Regions from separate parts of the Mus musculus genome. Here regions 2, 3 and 4 are each linked to region 1. A link is a contact called in public capture Hi-C and promoter capture Hi-C data. All regions are on one chromosome and are shown on one strand. The core of a region is the stretch at or near the end of the contact, and the rest is flanking DNA. Distances in the headings are between cores, read along the strand shown. Region 1 holds the start of Phc1 (polyhomeotic 1). Region 2 holds the start of D830015G05Rik (a long non-coding RNA gene). Region 3 holds the start of C1rl (complement component 1, r subcomponent-like). Region 4 holds the start of Clstn3 (calsyntenin 3).

Evidence for each region. Promoter capture Hi-C pulls out the DNA fragments that hold promoters and counts their contacts. Capture Hi-C pulls out chosen DNA fragments and counts their contacts.
Region 2: a promoter capture Hi-C map of pre-B cells shows a contact between it and region 1, with 10 times the contacts expected there. The contact joins the promoter of D830015G05Rik here to the promoter of Phc1 in region 1. A contact is called at or near these places in 12 of 39 promoter capture datasets (the 3T3-L1 cell line, the C10 cell line, cranial neural crest and 8 more), 1 of 484 Hi-C or Micro-C datasets (pre-B cells) and 2 of 115 datasets of contacts at active chromatin or transcription factors (astrocytes and embryonic forebrain).
Region 3: a contact with region 1 is called in a promoter capture Hi-C map of neutrophils, with 5 times the contacts expected there. The contact joins the promoter of C1rl here to the promoter of Phc1 in region 1. A contact is called at or near these places in 5 of 39 promoter capture datasets (the 3T3-L1 cell line, hippocampal neurons, neutrophils and 2 more) and 2 of 115 datasets of contacts at active chromatin or transcription factors (embryonic stem cells and stem cell-derived neural progenitor cells).
Region 4: a capture Hi-C map of embryonic stem cells shows a contact between it and region 1, with 7 times the contacts expected there. The contact joins the promoter of Clstn3 here to the promoter of Phc1 in region 1. A contact is called at or near these places in 3 of 39 promoter capture datasets (cranial neural crest, embryonic stem cells and hippocampal neurons), 4 of 115 datasets of contacts at active chromatin or transcription factors (astrocytes and embryonic stem cells) and 1 of 9 other capture datasets (embryonic stem cells).

What each region holds. Positions count from the first base shown.
Region 1 is chr6:122,337,482-122,342,962 of GRCm38.p6, reverse strand. It overlaps Phc1 (polyhomeotic 1), which reads left to right and starts at 3,306. Exons shown (of 16, transcript NM_001355215.1): 1 at 3,306-3,365; 2 at 4,483-4,491. The coding sequence starts at 4,488.
Region 2 is chr6:124,412,359-124,417,311 of GRCm38.p6, reverse strand. D830015G05Rik (a long non-coding RNA gene) reads right to left here and starts at 2,240. Exons shown (of 4, transcript XR_378022.4): 1 at 1,421-2,240. Pex5 (peroxisomal biogenesis factor 5) reads left to right here and starts at 2,245. Exons shown (of 16, transcript NM_001277805.1): 1 at 2,245-2,339; 2 at 2,862-3,025; 3 at 3,270-3,305; 4 at 3,611-3,743; 5 at 3,912-4,043. The coding sequence starts at 2,879.
Region 3 is chr6:124,489,583-124,494,801 of GRCm38.p6, reverse strand. C1rl (complement component 1, r subcomponent-like) reads right to left here and starts at 1,689. Exons shown (of 6, transcript NM_181344.5): 1 at 1,572-1,689; 2 at 759-987. The coding sequence starts at 1,651. It overlaps Gm44096 (a long non-coding RNA gene), which reads left to right and starts at 400. Exons shown (of 3, transcript XR_003956364.1): 1 at 400-569; 2 at 667-1,011; 3 at 2,272-2,649.
Region 4 is chr6:124,461,285-124,466,311 of GRCm38.p6, reverse strand. Clstn3 (calsyntenin 3) reads left to right here and starts at 1,528. Exons shown (of 18, transcript NM_153508.4): 1 at 1,528-1,891; 2 at 4,080-4,202; 3 at 4,585-4,780. The coding sequence starts at 1,828.

The DNA.
Region 1 (5,481 bases), core at 2,057-4,556:
ATGCCCTTTTCTCTGCTGAAAACCAAGGGACTTGGACAGCACTTGGCTTTAAAAATTGGAGTCTCGACAGGCGTGGTGGCGCACGCCTTTAATCCCAGGACTCGGGAGGCAGAGGCAGGTGGATTTCTGAGTTCGAGGCCAGCCTGGTCTACAAAGTGAGTTCCAGGACAGCCAGGGCTACACAGAGAAACCCTGTCTCGAACCCTCCCCCTAAAAAAAATTGGAGTCTCAAAATGCTCTTAATGCTCATCGTCCTCTCTTCCAGCTAGACCTTAAGAACTGCCACAAGATGGGGTGGGATGTGGAAGGTGGGTGGGGTGGTGTAGTTTAGAATATAGGAGGTCACTGCCTTGTTTCCCGAAGACATTCTTCCCATATTTGCATAAAAATGTGCTCCTCATTTTTCACTTCATTTACAGTCGAAGGCTTCCCTTGTAAAGTAAGAGCTATCTCTTCACAGGTCAGCTTGAAGAACCCTGCTCTGTGCTCAGTGCATGGCCGGGATTCCATTCCCTTACCTTCTGTTTGTTTTAGTTGCAGCCAAGTCCCCTTCCAAATCCCAGCGCTTCTAGACGTAGCAGGAGGGCTCAGCTCTGTGCAAAACAGGTCGAATGCATTTCCTTTACACCTGCTTAGGCTAATGACCTTCAGTGTCACGCAGAGCAAAGTTACCTTGCATGCACTCAATTGAACCATTTGTTTTGAAAGAGAAAAGACTAATTCCAGAAGAGTCATTAAATGAAAATGAGAAAGTTTAACAAAGAGGGGGAAGCAGGGAGGAAGGTGGAAGAGAGGGAGGGAGGGGGAAGGGGGGGACAGCTTAAGATCCATCTGGGAACAAAATTGTTTCTCTTTGTTTAGGTGGAGGTGAACTAGGTTACTCGGTATGGAAATGATTTTCTTGTGGATGGAGGCTTTCCTGTAAATTTAATTTGCTGTTGATTATATATATATATACATATATATATATATATACATATATATATATATATATGTATATATATACACACACACATATATAACTAAGTTAAATTTATTTTGGTGGAAATTAGTTAGACCTATGACCCAGTAAGCTTTGGAGATCTTTACATGAAAATTGAACTCTAAAAAAAAAAGAAAAGAAAATTGAACTCTTGGCCCATGATCAACATAGCTTGTGCTGCAATGGGTTATTCCTAGGCTAATGTCAGATAGAAGCTGAAATTATTCGGCCACTTTTCAATCCCCTTTTGTCATCCAGTAGATGACGAAACCAATGGTACTGGATTGAAAGAAAGAAAGAAACCAAAAAACTTGAGGTGGAATGTAGCTCTATTAGCAGTTCTTCATTGTTAAGGGGTGGAGCACAATGGGAAAGGGCCTTGATAATCTATACACACCCTATAGGTTGGGGAAATAAGGACATAAGCACTGGCATCTGGATGCTTTCTTCTGGGTTTATATATTACAGATCATATCCAGATTCATTGATGTTGAGTTTTCCTATAGAAGCCCTGTTTCTTATCCTGGCAGGGTATATAAATCTGAAAGTCATCTTTAGGTTGTTCTTTGATATTGAATACTGTTGAGGCTCAAAACGCCATTTGTAAGTCTCCGCAAGGAAGCTTTAACCTTGACCTGCCAAAGTTCTAGGTTTGAATGAAGTGGGTCCTGCTCCACCTGTTTTTTAACCACCAGATCTCCTTGCCAGAATGTTCCCATTCATCCCCAGCCAACACCTATCATCCTTGGCTCGGCAGCAAACCCTTTCACCTCTCCACACCCATGTTCCTGCCTCTCCAGTCCTTTGGCTGCCCTTTGGGATTTGCATACCCGTTTAACAGGTTCCTAGAAGCCTCCTAAAGATCTTACTTTACGGAGATCTGGCTATACCAATTAAGAGAGGGAGTTGAAACAAACACAAATGCATCAATTTATAATGAGAATGCCTCTCCCCCCCCCCCCCCCCTTAAATACAAATTAATTACACCTGGGTTTTCAATCTAGAGTGGGCTCAAGAAAACAACTAATTATGGCTGAGGTTAGCAAAAGATACAAATCCCAGCTATTATCACAAGGTAACACCCTACGGCAGGTAAAAGGTTAAGGAGAGCAGCTGTCTTTGCTAACAATGCTCTGGTTTAAAAAAAAAAAAAGCTTCCAAGAGTGGCCAGCACACAGTAGGTGTTCTAAGAGCTCTGAGAGACTGAGAATAATTAAATCCTGTTAAATTTGTGTTGCAAATAAAACGGGCCTCCCCCACCATATGCTCAGCCTTCCCAAAGGCAGCACCATTGTTCATCTCTTTACACCCCGCCTTTTCCATTGTTTTGGGCGTTGTGATTCTTTCACGTGTGCGTGTGACTTAAAGAGATTCCGAAGCACACAATCAACCCTGACGTCACAGACTTAAGTATTATTCAAAGCAAGTTGCTTCAGGTTCCTGCTTTTTAATGAACTGCTGCTTCTAACGGGTTCAGTTTCTGTGCGGCGTTGTTTCCCGCCTTCTTGGAGTTGGGGCGAGGGATTAAACACTCAGCATTCTCTCGCCGTTCCCTCTATCTCAAAGTTTTTCTTTTCTCCTCTTCCCTTCCCTTTGCTCTATTTCCTTTCACAGGCCGTCGTTTCTCAAGGGTCTTTGCTCCGCTTCCTCCCTCTGTGCCTGCTGGTCCCTTTGATCCTTTCTTTCGAGCCCCTATTCCCAGAAGCTGCAGAAAATACCTTCTTTTTTTCCCCCCCTTTCACGTCACTTCCCTCCCCTCTCCCCATCTCCCTCTCTTCTCCGAGGTGAGTCCCCCTCTAGAGGCCAGCGCTTTCTTAGACGTCTGCTTTCAGACGGCGAGCGGAATTCGAAGAGAGAGAAGGGGGGAAGAAAGGAGGAGAAAGAGAGCCAGAGCCAGGGGGAGAAAAGAAAAAGAAAAACAAACAAAAAAAACCCCACTCGGGCCTAGAGCGCGGAGGCCGGGGAGCAGCGTCGCCATGGCAACGGGCGCCGACAGGAAGCGAGGGACGCGCGCGAGGGCGGGCGCGGGGAGGGGGCGGGCCGGAGGAGGGGTCGGCTGCCCCGGAAGCACCTCCCCGCAGCCCCCTCCCCGCCGGCCCGCGGCCCCCCGGCCTCGGCCCCCCACCCTCGCGGCGGGGCAGGAAGTGACAGGCCCGCGCGAGCCCCCGGCCTGGCGGAGCCGCGGCGCGGCCAGCACCCGGACGGCGGGAGGGGCGGGGAGCGGCGGCCGCGCCGGGCACCTCCCACCGCGCCTGGGCCCCCGCCCCTCCAGGAAGGGGAGGAGGCGGCGCGCCGCCGCCGAGGCCGAGCGACCCCCCCCCCCTCCCCCGCCCCTGAGGTGGACGCCCCCCGCGAGGACTCGGGTGCGGAGCCGGGCGCGAAGGTAACCGGGCGGCCGCGGGCCGGGGAGGGGCCGCATCCCGGGGTCTCGGCGGCGCGGGGATGTTTCCTCAGCCACCTCGGCGTGTGCAACGCCCAGGTACCTCCCCCAGCCGCGCTCCTGCCTCCCGCTCTGCTGCGCTTTGCGGTGCTTGGGTGCTGCGCGTCCCGGTCTTCGTGCTTTGCGCTCGCTGTGCTCGGTGCTGTCTGTCCGTCACCTCGTTGCCTCTGACCGCTTCTCATTCATTTCTCCCTTCCCCGACTTTGGTCCTTCCATCCGAGCATGCTGTCTGGTTATCTCCCTGCTTCTCGCGCTCCGCCGGGCTCCCCGATCTCCCAGTTCCTCGACTTCTGTGCCTCCCCTGCTTGGCTCCCTACTATTAGAATATACATTTCCCTGCTTACCAAGTCCGCTCGCTTCGGGCACAGCACTGTATCCACCCCTTTCTCCTGGTGTGTTTGATTTCTCTTTGGAAATGCATTTTTTTTTTTTTAATCACGCTTCTGTGAAGAACAAGAACCCCTGGGAGTCTTTCCGAGGCGCCCCTCAACCCTTGCTTCTCACTCCATTCTTACTGCAACAGAGTTTTATACTCAAGGGTATTGACTTCTTCCAACACCTGACCCAATAGGCCCAGTAGTATGTCTACCTCAATATTAATTTCTAGTTCCTTCCCATCGGTGTGCGTCTTCCCCAGTTGAGTCCTTAAACACACCCACACCCAAAAGGTGGGAACGTTTAGGGTGGCCTTTGACTCTTAGTTTTAATTTTTGATTGAGTTTGCCACCTAAACGGTGTGCTCTCTTCACTTTCTATACTGAATCTGGAACTCACAACATTCATTGAAAAATGAGGATTTTAAGATAGATTTGTGTGCCTGCGAGGTTTTTGATGGCAGTTTCCCTGGTGAAAAGACTTTAAAATTGGCCCTCTCTGTTTCATTATCTGGGGGAAATGAGGGGGTCATCGAATTGATGAACGTGTTTTATATAAGGCTCTATTGCAAGTAACAGGGTCTTACGTCTCTGAGTGCAGTGAGATAACTCCAGTAATCTGTACAACTGTGCCATGCTGCCTCTAATCCTTACCCACTTTTTTTCCTTCACATGCTGATATTGAGGATTCATGGGTCTGTATCTGTTTAGTGCTTTGATATTTTGGCAAAAGATGTGGGGAGAAAGGTAGACTGAAGTTGATAGAATACCCTCTCTGTACCTCTTTCATTTTATCCGTGTGTGGAGTGGCATTTGTTCGGTCCCAGAGTTAAGTGATGTAGAGATGCTGGGAAGAGAATCCAGAGAAAACTCCACTTCAGGGGCCAAGGTTGAGACTTTTGACTTTTGTTTACTTGTTTGGGATTAATTCCTGAGATAAATCCATTCATCTAATGAAACTAGAGATAGCCCCTAGCAGAAATTATGGTCGGACTTTTATATTCCCAAGCCAAATAGTACTTGGGAGACCTGATAGTTCTAGTACCTCAGTGTATCAAAAATAAAGAATACACAGTGTAAGTTTAACGAAAGAATGAAAACTAAGGAGTAAAATGATGTCATTTTCAGCCGCTTTAGAAGAGTGTTTCTGCTTGCTTCTCTTGTTTCTTTTCCTTTTTTTGATATGTATTTTTCTTTTAATTTATTTTTTGCTGGTTTTAATGTAGCTGCCAGAGGGTAAATTCTTACACTTTAGTAAAGTTGAATTTTACTCGTCTCAGTTAGAATGCTACTTACTTGGGAGTATGTAACCTGTTCACTTTGTTGCCTTATTTGCTAATAGGGACACTGGAGTTATATAAGGAGAAGTAACAGCCCCGAGGCTTTAATTAGGAGCTTGGCGAGCAGCCAGTCAGCTACTTTGGATATTTGGGCAGTAGTCTAGCTCTGTGTCCCCAACATTTATCCACTTCCATGACCTGTCCACTCTGTCTACCTCGTCAGTGTCTCAGGACTCTCCTCCGTGAAATGAGGATAGGAAATGCTCACACCGAGTGACAGACACTGCTTTGATGACAGATTGTTGTTGTTTGCTTTTTTTGTTCTGGGAAGAGACAAAGTAGTGTAAAGACTCGATACACAGAAGATCCTTGTTCCCTCTATTATAAAATGGGGGCTGTGATATT
Region 2 (4,953 bases), core at 991-3,490, 2.1 Mb before region 1:
CAGTTTTTGTCTCGGTTCCCTCGCCTGTTAAACAGGGATGCCTTGACATTAATAGTTATGAAGTGGATCATATAAGTCAGTATTTGAAAAATGTTTAAATCAAGCCTGTGGTGATGTAACTTGGGTCTGAAAATTAGAGGATTTCAGCCTATTCCTCTTGAATTGGCTAAATATTAAGGAATGTTTACCTTTATTTTATAACTTCTTATTTTATGGGTAAAATATGATTTTAACTTTGAACTTAGATGAAGAAGATATGGTTTCATATTTAAAACTTTAATGAGCTAATTATAAATATTAAGCACCCACATAACTTAATTTAGCCTTTCCCCTGGGACTGTGGGCCAGGCATTGTGAAGAAGTCTTTGGCTTATATCAAAGGTCTTTAAGGTCTACAAGGAAGACTTCTCCAAGTCTGGGATGCAGGGCTGTAGGTGTCTGGTGCTTGCACTGTTTAAATTTGTGTGCGGTATACGATGTATGTGTGGTGTGTGTGTGTACACAACTCTCAGGGGAAATAACTTTTCTGCTACTTTGTGGGCCCAAGGGATTAAATTCAGGCCCTTAGGCCTGTGTATAAACACCTCTACCACTGAGCCACGCTGCCAACTGCTTGCATCGATTCTGACTTCCTAGCTATTTGATTTTTGTGCAAGTCTTATTTGTAAAAGGAGGTTAGTAATAGCTTTCTCATAGGAGTATTATGAAGATTATGATTAAAAGTGCTAATGCTCACCAAGTGCTTAAGGCAACACCTGGGGGTTAACATGCATTTCATAAGCATCGGTTATTATCTCAATTATTCTCCCAAGATCTTGGCATGGTAAATTCCTGCTAATCAGTTACTAACCTCCTAGCAGAGTAGGAGGTTATGTGTGTGATGCGTTTTGAATGCTTCTGGGAGATGCTCTCCCATTTCCCCATGACCAGAAATTCAAACCATCATATGCTTTCCTTAAACACTGCTTTCTCCAGAGATTCTCCTGTTTTAACATATTCATCTTCCAAGATGGCATCCTTTCCTCCTTGGTGTGGTTTAGTTTATTCGTTGCTAGGTGTTTTTTTCTTTACAATGGCAGCCTGGAAACAGTGGACAGGGATGAAATTTGTGGTCAAGGAGAATGGGTGTATGTGTGTGTGTTAGGGCCTCTGAAAGATACTGACAGTGTACTAAAGACAGAAACATTGCACAATATTCTGCCTTGTTCAACCACTGCAGTTATAAGGGCAATTTCTATTTTCCCAGGGACGAATTTACACTGCCTGTGTTCCCTGAGGAAGGCTACCTTTGAAATCATCAGGGCAGCAAAGAACCAAGCCTGCCCCAGGGCGCCACCTACAGACTACCTGCTTCTCCCGCACCCCGGGTTGGGACGTACGTCAGGCCTTTCTAGAACCAGTTTCCTCCTAGCCCACCTACCAGCACTCTGAACCCCTCCCCTTCTCAGGACGTCAAGGAGTCCGTCGGTCTTGGACCTAGGTGAGCTATCAAGGTTTGCTTTCCAGTGTGACCTTGAGGTCTGGCACCCGAGCCATTTCTCTGGCAGATGGTGGAGCCTGAGGCTTAGGTTCATATTCCCTGATCAAAGGTATTCCTTGCCACGTTTCCCCAACTTGGAGCTGCAGGGAATCAGGCCATCGTGACCTTGACCAGTAGGAAAGAGGAGAGAGGAGTGACTCACAGCACTCTCCCCATCCATTACAGGATTGAGGTCTCAAAATGCGTTGGACCCTATTTTAGTCACCAGAATTTGTCATCATCCGGAGCTATTTTCTTCATTACGCAGAGATGGTAGAGGCAGGCCCCTGTCTCCTTGGAGGCTGTGACGCTGTCCTGAAGGAGCGTCTGTTGGAAGGGGGGTCAGGCCTAGGAGGCCGAAGCAGGTCATAGATTTGACCTCCGAAATCTCCCGGGCTCAGTTTGGGCGATTTAGAGGTGCAGGAGAACCAGGAAAGAGAGCTGAACCGTGGAACCTGAAACCTTGGTTTTTCTCCAAAGCCAGAGAGGCCTCTTCTAGCTCCAGTCCTCTGAGTTTTCCACTAATAAATCCTGGCGTTCTAGGGACTACTGCAGGTTTCCCCAATCCAACTGTCCAGGACTGTCTCCTTTAAGGATCTCGGCTCCGCCCATCACGCTGCGCAAGCTTGAGGCCCCGCCCCTTTACCCGTTTCCGTTGAGCTGGGCCGCAGCGCCGCCGTCCCGGCCCCTTTAAGGCCGAGTCCCGCCCCCTTGCTCCCGCCCCCTCCCTTCCCCCAGCCCACTCCGGGTGCCTCGGCCGGTCGGACGGTGCGGCCCGCGACGGCGAGCATTGGAGCCTGGGGGCGCGGGGTCGAGGCCCGTAAGTCCCCGCCGCTGCGGTGGCCTCGTGGGACGGGGTCGAGGCTGGGGCGACGGGGCTGGGGGCGCGGGGCGCTGGGCGGGGACGGGCGCGGCCGGGGAGGGGGCTCAGGTGACACGAGCTGGGATCGGGACCCGCAGCTGGCGCCTGACCGGGGGTGTGGGTCCCGGTGTACGGTGGAAGGCGTCCCCGCTGTCCCTCGTCAGGTTAGAGTTCGGGTCTAGCCGTGTTTATGATGCGCTCCCCGTGCTCCCCAGGGGTCCAGGCCCTTTTGTAGAGCTGCTGTTGGCGGGTGGTGTCTGAGCTGCCGTCCGCTGGAGGGGAAGCCCGAGCCGAAAGCAGCGTTTCGAGTGGGAAGGCAGGACACAGCCTCCTCTTGGACTCCAGACACACCTCGGGGGGTGGCCCCGGGGGCCTGGCCCTTGTGGAGCCGTCGTGGGCCCATCTGCTCTAGATAGGGCCTGAGGCGTGCGTTGGGAAAGTCTGGCTTCCCGACCACAGTTCTAATCTTCTGTCCATCAGGGAAGCTGCTGGTCACCATGGCAATGCGGGAGCTGGTGGAGGGCGAATGTGGGGGTGCCAACCCGCTGATGAAGCTGGCCACCCATTTCACCCAGGACAAGGCCCTTCGGCAGGAGGGACTGAGGCCTGGCCCCTGGCCTCCGGGAGCCTCAGCAGCAGAGACCGTGAGTGTTCTAGGAGAGCCTATTTCTTCCACCTGACAGCTGCTTTCTCTGTGTTAAAGTAATAGCAGTCACCATTCAGTAACACTGGAGTGAGCCTTGTGCGGCTTTACACAGACAAGGACTACTATTTTATAGACAAAGAAGCTGAGGCTTTGTGAAGGCTCTTGACTTGCCTCAGGCCACCTAAGCAGTAGAGTTAGAGTTGGGTTGTAGCCTGCTATTGTCTCTTTCCTTCTTATCTTAGGTTTCCAAGCCTTTGGGAGTAGGAACTGAAGACGAGGTAAACAGAGCAAGTTTCTTTTCTGTCTTTTTTTTTTTTTGGGGGGGGGGGTTGTGGTGATTTTTTTTTTTTTTTAAATCAGTCCACTCATACTTCAGTCTTTGAACTCTCTTTACCAAATGAGATTGCCTGCCAATGTTTTCGTCTACTTTTTGGGGTATTTTTCTGGTTTCCAAATTTACAGATAGATTTTTTTTTTTCTTTATTTATCTCCAGTTTTCGTTTCTCTGTCCAACATCAGTGGGCCCTGCCTCTGGCTGAGGCCCTCTGATCCTAATGTTCATCCGACCATCTCTCTGTAATAGTTGGTGTCAGAATTCCTGCAGGACCAGAATGCAACTCTTGTATCCCGAGCCCCTCAGACCTTCAAGATGGATGACCTCCTGGCAGAGATGCAGGAGATTGAACAGTCAAACTTTCGCCAGGCTCCTCAGAGAGGTGGGTTCAGGGCCTGGTAAGACGGGAAGAGGCCAGAGGGCTTCCATCCTTGGGTTTTGCTGGCATCGGGGGACTGAGATGCTGAGGAGAAAAAGGAGGTGTTGCCCATGAGTGAGTGTGAAGGAACCTGTTTTCTTTTTTTCTTAGTCTTCTCTTGTCTCTTTTAAGCCCCTGGTGTGGCAGATTTGGCCTTGTCTGAGAATTGGGCCCAGGAGTTTCTTGCAGCTGGAGATGCTGTGGATGTAGCTCAAGATTATAATGAGACCGACTGGTCCCAAGAATTCATCGCCGAAGTTACAGGTGAGGCTTGTGGGGACATCTGTAGTAGTTGTTAGGGAGCATTTACATGTCCTGTGTTGCTGGGCGTCCTGATTCCTCTTGGGATGGAAGGTGATTTTCGCTACTAATGACTTTTCTAGTTTCTTGATTCATTTCTGTAGGATGTTAAATGTGACTTCTTATAACAATTGTAGGTAATCAAAACATAATAAAGAGAAAAGTGGGTTTGGTTGGAAAAAAAAGAGAGGGGGTGGAGAGGGAGAGAGAGAATATGAATGAGAGATTAGATCTGCCTCTTTATCAGTAACTTGACTGCTTAAGTCTAGTGGAGAGGAGCTAGAGATTGGATGGGTAGCCCAGGAAGAGAGCAGTATTCATCTCGGCACCTAGGACTCTGGCAATTCAACCATCTTGAGTAGGACTGGGGTCTGAGAAAATTGATTGTGGAGTTCAGAACCCTGAAGTCTGGCTAGGCTGCCTGTATATATATTGGCTTTTCATTTGTAGATTGAACAAACTGTGGATAGAAAATGGAAAATGTATGTCTGCACTAAACGTATACATGCTCTTTGAGTTTTTAGACAGGATCTCTGTAGTCCAGACTGTCCTCCAAATTCCAGTGTAACTGAGATCTTCCTGCCCTCGCCTCCTGAATGTTGGGACTACAAGTATGAACCACTATGCCTGGCCATGTGTGTGTGTGTGTGTGTGTGTGTGTGTGTGTGTGTGTGTATTCACTATTTCCTAATTGATATAATTGCTATATATGTAACATTTACATTATATAGGGTATTATAAGTCATCTAGAGATGTCAGAATAATGGGAGGATTTTTGTGGGTTATATGTAAATATATCATTTCACGTAAGAGACTTCAGTCTTCAGAACTTTGTATCTGTATGGGTTTTAGAAACTAATTTCTTTATGGATGG
Region 3 (5,219 bases), core at 440-2,939, 2.2 Mb before region 1:
CAGAAGGTTGAGGCAGGAGAACTGTGAGTTCAAAGGTAGCCTGGGTAACTTACTTTTTGTTGAGACAATGTAGCTCAAGCTGGCTGTGAACTTGTTTTGTATAGTTCAGGCTGGCTCTTCCTGACTTAACCTTTTAAGTTTTGGGATAACATGTCTCACTGACCACATCTGGCTAAGATTCTGATTTTTAAAAATTATATGCATATCTTACTTTGATATAAATAAAATTTAACTCAAAAGATAACATACTATGATTTAAAAGAACTCTTATTTTGAATAATGCCCTTGCTGTGATTTTGTGGCCTCTCATCCCAGGTGAACTTGATCGGTCTTCACTTGTTCTTCTGAGGGTGAACATTTGTCATTAATTACATCCAGTTTCCTAACTCAGTAGAGAAAGCACTCAACAAGGTCTAGCTAGGGAGGGTGAGATCCCGGGCCTTTGACAAGATTGTAGAGCAACAATATTTATGTGTCTCTTTGTAAGCTCTCAAAACTCAGGCTCTGCCCCGCAGCCGCCTTCTCTCAGAGCTTGGTGGGTCCCTGCGGATGCCTTGGTGGAACCCTTGGTGAGTTGCCAGGGACGGGTGGGAGGCTGTATACTGAGTGATCAGGCTGTAGCTAGGCCCTAGATCCTCTGACTTGGACACCTTATCTCTTCTCTAGATGGGTGGTTCAGAGCAGAGCTATCACCCACTGCCCATGGGAGGCTCCCTCCCCAGAGCCCCTGCAGCTCTCCACCCCCTTGTCCAGCTCACTGTGACAGAGTCGCCTTCACAGTCTGGGGATGGCTCCAGATCAAAGTCCTGGAAGGTCAGCCTCACAGCAAACCCCTCTGGAGCCTCGATGTCAGTGTGGCTCTCCTGGCCTTTGAGATATGGCTCTGGGTATCCAGGGGATGTCAGTTGCTGTGGTGACTGCTGGGCCAAAAGCACAGAGGCCTGTGTGGGGCAAGTATGGAGGATTCCCCAAAGGAGCCACCAGCACCTGTGAGTGAGCAGGGAAGACAAGGTGAGGTTATACAGCTCTACCAGAGGCTGTGTGTGTATGTTCTGTTGTGGCCAGAGATGATAAAGGCTCCGGAGGCTTAGGGACTAGCAGTTGTGTCCGTGGCCCCAGAGTGTTGGGCACTTCTGGATACCACTTTCCTGAACCGAGTCTGTGTAGGTTCCTATCTGGATTCCTCTGTAGCCCGATCTCCAAGACTGCGGGGTTTCTATCCTATGAAGACATTATTATGGCTCCTTTTCCTTTGTGAGTCTAACCCAGATGGCTTCCTGCCTCAGCCTTTCCTAACCCCCTCCTGGAGTACAAGTTAGGGTCATTTAAATAATTCCTGGCTCAGAGCACTGAACAGGCAAATTCAGTTAGTTCCCTCTGGGTCATCTGTCTACCCTCCGCCCCTCCCTGCCCCCCCACCCGGCCGTGTGTGTGTGTGTGTGTGTGTGTGTGTGTGTGTGTGTGTGTGTGTGTGTGTGTGTGTATACTTATGTAACCCCATGTCCTGCCTTCCTCCCTTCCTTTCTCCCAGCCCCTTTCTTTCTCCAGGGCCCTCTATGGTGCAAACTCACATCTTGCTCATGCAGCTTGTGGTGGGAGAACTCCATAGGCTGTTCTCCAGCTCTGGGACCAGGCCTCTGAACCCTGACATCTGGAACTGGCTAGAGTGCTTGGCTCAGGCCAGGGAGTAGGAGGTGGGGCTAGAGGAGGCCCTTTAGGGAGAAGGCAGAAGTTACTGGAAATGAGTTGAGACTCTGGGTGCAGGTCTGCCACCTGCTGACAGACTCAGGAATAGCTCTCACCATAATTGAAAGGAAAGACCTTTAAAACACGTGAGAGAGCAGAGTATGTGCACATGTACACATATGTACACATGACCTTTGGCTCTTTGCTTTTTTTTAGGGGGATGGGAGCTGAGATAGTCTTGCAAAACCTGGACTGGGCCTCCAGCTTGCTATTAGTGGAGGCTCTGCCTCCTCTCTAGCATTAGAATTACACCACACCTAGATCTTGGTTGTATTTTTGAAACAGGGTCTCACTTTGTAGCCCAGGCTGTCCTAGAACTCACTCTGCAGACTAGACTGGGCTCCAAATCATGCCAATCCTGCCGCCTTAGCCTCCAGAGGGCTGGGATCACAAGGACTTGCATACCCAGTTCTTCTGGAATATTATTAACTATATGTTTGTATCGTGGCTTGTGTGACACTTCTTATGACTCTACTGCTGCCTTTAATGAACTAATCTCTCCTCCCCCCTCATTTACCCCAGCAGTCTGCCTCTTGGAGAACTTGAAGTGTGTGACTCAAGAACCCCCGAGTCTTTCTTTCCTCTCCTTCTTGGTCAAGAACCAGTGAGTTCGGGCTGGAGAGATGGCTCAGCGGTTAAGAGCACTGACTGCTCTTCCGGAGGTCCTGAGTTCAAATCCCAGCAACCAGATGGTGGCTCACAACCATCCTTAATGAAATCTGACGCCCTCTTCTGGTGTGTCTAAAGACAGCTACAGTGTACTTACATATAATAGTAAATACATTTTTGGGCCGGAGCGAGCAGAGGTCTTGAGTTCAATTCCCATCGACCTCATGATGGCTCACAACCATCTGTGCACTCATATACATAAAATAAATAATAAATCTTTTTTTAAAAAAAGAAGGGGTGAGTTCATGCATTTTGTCATTTTGAGTCCCTACCACAACATCTGGAGGCTCCTCATATAGCAGGCTGTGGTCCATCCCCAGGAATCTCTGAATCCCTCGGGACTCACCTCAGCTGTCAACCCAAGCTGTAAGGTTAATCATATCAGGAGTCACAGCGTGAGTGAGAGGATTTTTCCCTGCACCCCCTGCCAAGGGAAGACACACACCCGTGGCTTGGTGAGCGTGGGAGGGTTAAGGATGCAGAGGTGAGCATGGGGGTGGTTAGGGAGCACAGGCAGAGGTGAGTGTGGGAGGGTTAGGGAGCACTGCAGAGGTGAGCATGGGGAGGTTAAGGATGCAGAGGTGAGCATGGGGGTGGTTAGGGAGCACTGCAGAGGTGAGTGTGAGAGGGTTAGGGAGCACTGCAGAGGTGAGCATGGGGAGGTTAGGGAGCATAGGCAGAGGTGAGTGTGGGAGGGTTAGGGAACACATGACGAGGTGAGTGTGTTAGGGAACACGTGCAGACATGGCTTGTCTAGTTCTTAGGAGGCAGGTGTGCAGAAGGATTTGCATTCTAGACTCACACACCAATCTGAGAAGAGCGAGTTGCTTCTTCCGTCTTGCATGTGGTCGTGTGGTTTCATTACACACAAAGTATGGTTTGAATGAGGATGGTTCCCGATAGTGGAAGAGACTGTGGCCTTGTTGGAGGAGGTGTGTCACTGGGAGTGTGCTGTGGGGTTTCAAAAGCCCACATCAGGCCCAGTCAGGATTTCTCTCTGCCTGGCACTTGTGGTGCACTTGAGAGCTCAGGTACTTCTCCAGCCCCATGTCTGCATGCCAGCATGCTCCCCTCCGTGATGATAACGGACTAACCCTCTGAAACTGTAAGCCAGCCCCCAACTCAACACTCTCTTCTATCAGTTTCTTCGGCCATGGTGTCTCCTCACAGCAATGGAACAGCAACTAAGACAAATGCATTCAGTGTCTTTGGTTTCTGCAGACTTAAAAAGATTAGGAGAGCCAGGCAGTGGTGTGCACACCTTTAATTTCAGCAGGTGAATCTCTTTGAGTCCGAGGCCAGCCTGGTCTACAGAGTGAGTCTCAAAAAAAAAATCAAACCAAACCAAAACACAACACAACAAAACTTAACAAAACAACAAAATGAGAGCAGCCCTGGTCCACACCTTTGAGGGAAAAGTGGAGACTGAGGAGCATACACAGTTTCCCAATCACAATTTTGAGACACAATCTACCGCTGTGGCATGTTCTGACCCTACACACCCTGGGGAGGAGTGGGAGGAGTGGGAGGAGTGGGAGGAGTGGGAGGAGTGGGAGGAGTGGGAGGAGTGGGAGGAGTGGACCCCTCTGGCTGAGCTCCCAAGGACCACTGAAACCTGTTTCCTCCTCTACCTACTAGGGTCACCCAGAGTTCCTGGGAAGCCAGAGGTCACTCTTATCCACAGGGTGAGCAGTCATTTTAGTCCATGACCAACTTGTCAGAAAGGAAACAGCAATGATTCAGCTAAGGTGAGGAATCCTGCAGTAGCTGGCCTGGTCTTTATCCTTGACAGTCTGCAGGGGCCAATCTGTACTCTATTTCTGAGCTCTGGTCATTCGTTAACAGAGGAAGAAACCTGAATCTGAGTGTCCAGGCTAGACCCTCTGTCAAACTGTCCCTGGAGATCTTCTGGAGAAGAGAAAGAGAGGGCTTTAAAAGTAGACTCCTGGGCAGGAGCCGGACCACAGCTCTGTCTTGCATGGGACTAGCAGGTATTTAGGACACACTGTTCTGGCTTAAACTGGACTGAGGAGTGTCCTGGGACAGGAGAGCTTTTGATTTTGTTTGTTTGTTTTTAAAGGTTTATTTATTTATTTTATATATGTGAGTACACTGTCACTCTCTTCAGACACACCAGAAGAGGGCATCAGATCCCATTACAGATAATTGTAAATCACCATGTGGTTGCTGGGAATTGAACTCAGGACCCCTGGTTAAAAAGACACGGGGAGACAGAGGAGAAAGAGACGGAAAGTCCAGGGCTGGTGTATGCTGGTCCCCATGGTGGGAATCGAACCTGAGTAGGAGGGTCCACTTTACTCCCACCCTGATGTGAAGGCCGAAGTTTGCATTTGGGTAAAGGGGAGGAAGCCTCCAGGGACTTGGGACTGGAGAGGGAGCATGGCGGCTGTGTGTAGCTGGTGACTACAGGCCCTGTGGTCTGAGGATGGGCGACCAAGTTCCTGGCCTGTCTTCATCACTGCTTCAGAGATGACACTGTGGGGTGGTCACATCTGTCCATGGGTGGCAGCGGGGAATGTCAGTGTGGACTCGGAGCTGTGGGAGCATATCTGAAGTGAGGTAGCCTGTTACATCCTGAATTTACTATCCTTCACCACTAGGGCCTTTTAACTTTCTTTTGTACACAAGGTCTCTCATAGCCCAGGTTAGCCTCAAACCCAATATGTAGCTGAGGATGGCCTCCACTTTCTAAGTCCTAGTAGTAACTGGTGTGCACCCTATGCTCAGTTTATGCTGTGCTGGGGACTGAACTCATGGCCTTCTGTATGCTTTAGGTACATTAC
Region 4 (5,027 bases), core at 279-2,778, 2.1 Mb before region 1:
GGGATAGCATTGAAAATGTAAATGAGGAAAATACCTAATAAAAAAAATTGAAAAAAAAAAGTCTAAAGCCTAAAACCCCAAGAAATTCCAAGATTATAAGGCCTTGAATACATTTTTAAAATAAATTATTTAGAATATATATATATATATATATATAAAGAGATGCAGCCCCACTCTGCCCCGCTGCAGTGATGGGCTCTGGTCTGCTGTGTGTAGCCCTGGAGCGACTGAGACTTAACAAAGTCATTCCTGGCTTCAGCTTTTTCTGTGGAATGACCTTAGAGCTGTCTGTCATTCAGAACTTGAGCTTTCTGAGTGTCAGTCTTGGCCTCCGAGTCATTTCGGTCAGGTTTGGGAACCCCGAGGGACGGGCTTCCACTGGAGGCTGCTGTGGCAGGCAGTGTGTGGAGCAGCTGTGAGTTCTGGCTTTATTCTTAGACTGAGAGGAAGGGGAGGGAGGGGGCATTCAGAGGTGTGAGTTGGGAGTGAGGACCGCCACAGGAGACAGGAGCCACAGTACTAAAGGCCTGGACTCTAGGCCTTCACAGCTCTTCCCCTGCCCCCTTACCATTGGCTGAATATGGTTCTTAAACGGGTGTTCTTGGTCTTCTGGGGCATGTTTGGGGAGGCAGAGGAAATGACCATCAGTGAGGGATGAGTTCAAGGGAAGGCTGAAGATTTTATACTCTTTGATTTGGGACCCAGGGTTTCCCTCTCAGTTCCGAGTCCTGGATACCATCAGCCCTCAGCCAAGGCACATCCTAACGGCTTGGAGGATATTGAAATCATTGTGTACCATGTCTGCAGCTGCCCACTTGCCTCCCAAACTGACCAATGATGTGGGGCAGCTCGATCACAGTTTAAGGTGGGGAAATCAGGGACTGTAAGCAGTAAGAAAAGACGATCTCAGATGCAGATGAACTGCCCTTCCAGGAGCGTGTGTGGAAAGGGCTGCCGGGAGTCCTTCCTCTTCCTCACCTAGGGCTCTTGTCATAGGTTTTTTTTTTTGTTGTTGTTGTTGTTTTTTTTTTTTTTTGTCTGTCTATCTGTCCGTTAGGTTTTTCTGGCCCTCCGCTGTCGCCCACAGGGCCCTGAGTTGGAACTGAAATGCTAGAATTTCCTACTCGAGGTTTTGCCTCCAGGTTTCCAGAAAGCACGCAGCAGGGACTAGCTAATGGAATGGGCTGTGGAAAGAGGTTAATGCAGAATTGGGGGTGGGTGACGTGGATACTGCCTCTCTTGGCCACCCCCAAGGCTCTTGACGTCTCTGTCTCACCCTACCTCCTGCCTTTCGGCTAGGTCTTCTGATATCCTTCGTATCTTCTACCCACTCCATGGCTTTCCTGCTTCCTCTCTAGCCCCCGCAGTTCCTCTGCTCCCCCAAACTGCAGCCAGGGGAAAAAGCCCTAACACATTCTCCCGCCCCTGCTCCCCAGTCGCATTGGTTCCCTACCCCCCCTTGCAGCACCTGGTGCCCTCAGTCTTCTAATTGGCCAGCGGCCCCATCAATCCTTGCCTGGCTGTGCTGACGTCATCCTGCAGTAGCGGGGATGGGGTGGGAGTGAGAGAGAGATAGAGAGAGCAAGCGAGAGTGAGGACGCTGGGCTGGAGACTGAAGAGAGAAGCTACTGCAAGTCCCCCATCTCAGCCACCCAGCGGGTCTGAACACATCTGCTATATGGACTAGAGTGGTCGGCAGGCTCCTTTCCGATCTTGTCCCCCTGCCCTTCCCTCGTAGTCTCTGCATTTCTCCCCCAAGGTGGCATTAGCAGGCTTGAGGCTCCCAGGGGATAGGAACGCCTGGCCTGGCGTGCTTAGCACCGCACCATGACCCTCCTGCTGGTGTCCCTTTTGCTGGCCTCTCTGCTTCAAATCAGCTCTGGCAACAAAGGTGAGATAGACGGGGATGGGAGCCTCTGAACTGGGGCGTCAGGCTGAGCAATATGGGGGTAAGGAGGGAAGGGGATGTTCAGGCTCTCTGGTGTCCGAGACAGGTGTCCTTTCCTTTCTCACCACCCCCTTTCCATCCTTTTTTCAGACTGGCTCTCACTTCCAAGGGCCAGCTCCTCCTCGCTGGTCCATCTCTACATGTGCTTGCCTAACATCCTGCTTGTATATCTGTTCCCACCTGGGGTCTCTCTGCCCCCTCCCCCAACCCTTCCATGCTGGTAGATACCTCCTGTCTCAAAGGGACTTGCTCCCCGAGGGTGACATTCCCTCAGGTTCCGTTTCACTGGGTGTTCATGCATACTAAGGGTGTGTGGCAGATCCATCTGGCTGTCTTCATCCCTTCCTGGGGAGAAACTGTGTACCGCAGCTCAGTAATTCCGAGCACGTATGTATTTTCGTGTCTCTCTGCATCCATACCCTTCTGCCTGCATCCGCTGGGTTGTGGGTTACCACAGCTGCCCTCTCTGGCAGAGAGCAGATAAATTCAACTGGGTGAGACTGTCAGAGGGAAGGGGAGGTTGGGGCCAGGGGCCGAGGGTTCAGGTAGGTAGAGGGGACAGAGAAAGTCTGAAAAGGGAAGAAAAGGGTGTGTGTGGAGGGGTGCTCCAGGAAGGAGGTGAGAAGGGAATCTGAGGAGGGAAGGGGAGGTGAGGAGTGGGAATAAGAAGTGGATCAGAAAGGAGGAAGGTAGAGGCAGAAGGAGGAAAGGAGAGAAGTGGGGGAGGAGGAAATCAAGGAAGAGCCAGGAAGCAAAGAAGGGATGAAGAACGGATATAGGGCAGCAGGTAGACATAAGACAGGGGTAGGAAGGAGGGCTCATTTGGTAAGGGCATAAAGACAGGGTTGTAGGGTGCCTGGCTCGGCCCTTGGTACCCTCTGCTCTTCTGTCTGCTGTCTCCCATGTCTGGCTGGAGCTCCTACCTCAGGGTGGTCCTCCTGGCTCTCAGGCTTCTTCTCACTTCCTGCTCGGCCTCCCATACACCATCTCGAGGCCTTCATTAAGGGAGAGGGTTACGGTGGTCATCCCCACGAAATGGAGAGGCCTGCAGATACCAGGATGTTGGTTGGGCTGTGGTTATGGGAATGGACAGAAATCAAAATTTCTTGCTCATCATGAGACACTGGGGTGAGAGCCCTCTGGTGACTCAGTTTCTCTCTGATGATCTATCCTCCCCTCTCCATGTCTGCCTTTGGGAACATGGATGGGGGGCATAGTGGAGTTAGGTGGAGCAAGTGGTGGAGGTTGGTTCTAGGGATGTATGTTTTCCCTATGACATCTCGAGAGCTTGAAGGAAGTTGATCCTGGGGAAGAGACCCTCCTTGAGAGGAGTCTGGTAGGAGACAGTGTGATGTGGAATAGGCAAAATTAGGGTTCAGACAGGTCTGTGGGGGAGCACGGGGTGTGGAGATCCCGAGAGGACCTAGAATGTACCGGTTATGATTGTATTCTCTTGGGTGTGGGGATGGGAAGGGAGGGATTTGCTGTGTTTCTAGGCCAGCTCCATAATCCCTTAGGATGGGTCCAGGCACAGCGCTGATTTCTATCTTCTATCCCTTCCCCTCTGCCCCCTCCTGCTGTCCTATATAATTGCCTTCTTTCCTTTCTCCTTTTCTGGGAGAGCGGTCTGAAGTCTGGGCCCGATCTGGAGAAGTATAGGGTGAAGGGTTGAAATCCAGCAGGTGGGAGAAGGGGTAGAAAGGGGGTAAACGACTGAGATTTCAGGAAACTGGGCTCTACTCTTGCCCCAAGTCTTAACTCTCAGTTCATCCTTCCCGTCCTTTCTCAAGACCTTCCGAGGGCTCACCATTGTTTCCTGAGGTTCCCATCACCATTTGCTACGGCAAAAAAAGACCTTATAGGAGATTCTCTACCCCTAACCATGATTCTCAGGGAGAGACAGTAGTCCCTTCCCCACAGGAAGGTAGTTGCCATGAAACTGTCTCTCCAGTTATAGAAGGCTGTGACCTCCTACGAGAGTTGCTGGTTCCTTCTGTAGCTCATCCTTCTCCCTCCGGCAAGGTGGCAAGGCATGAAAAAGGGGTCGCTATTGGGTGCAGGGTTAACAAGGGCAGCATCCTGGGAGTGGATGGTCAGCTCACTTTCTCTCTTCTTCCTGGGGTGGGGCCAGCCAACAAGCACAAGCCATGGATCGAGGCAGAGTACCAGGGCATTGTCATGGAGAATGACAACACGGTCCTGTTGAACCCACCACTCTTTGCCTTGGATAAAGATGCTCCACTGCGCTATGCAGGTAACTGGCAGGATTGAGAAAGTGGGTGGGAAGGCAGAAGAGAAGGGAGGGGTGAGAGGTCATAGGAGCTGGAGCAATGGGAAGGTGGGCACAAGCCCAGGGAAAGCATCAGAGGAAGGGGGTGTGAGGAGGAGAATGGGCTGCGCTGAAGAACCTAAGGTGCAATGGAGCATGTCAGAGTTGAGCAGCCAGGGATTAAACACATTATTAGATTTTACAGACCTTAGACCTGCTTGTTGCTCAGGGAAATTGGATGTCATTGATATTTCATGTCATCAAGAGTAGGTCTGGAGTTTGGGGGGAGATGTATAACTGGGCACAACCCAGCCAAAGAGTCTGCGGGCTGGTCATGGGGTCCTCACATCTTTTCCTGCCTTGCCAGGTGAGATCTGCGGCTTCCGGCTCCATGGATCTGGGGTACCCTTCGAGGCTGTGATCCTGGACAAGGCAACGGGTGAAGGGCTGATCCGGGCTAAGGAGCCCGTGGACTGTGAGGCCCAGAAGGAACACACTTTTACCATTCAGGCTTATGACTGTGGCGAGGGACCCGATGGCACCAATACCAAGAAGTCTCACAAGTGAGGAAGGCTATCTATCTGTTATGGGACCCTTCTCCCTCCTTCAACAATGCTTTCCCAGAGACAGGGCTCTCCTTTGCTAGGTGATACTATGATGCTCAGTTGAGCAAGTTCAGTCATTGCAGGATAGACCAACCCAAATCTGGGGGTGGAACCTATGACCTCACCTACACCCAGGAAACACTACCAATGGGCTATATCTCCAGCCCTAAATTTACTATTGCAAAGTTACTGATAATCATGAGTA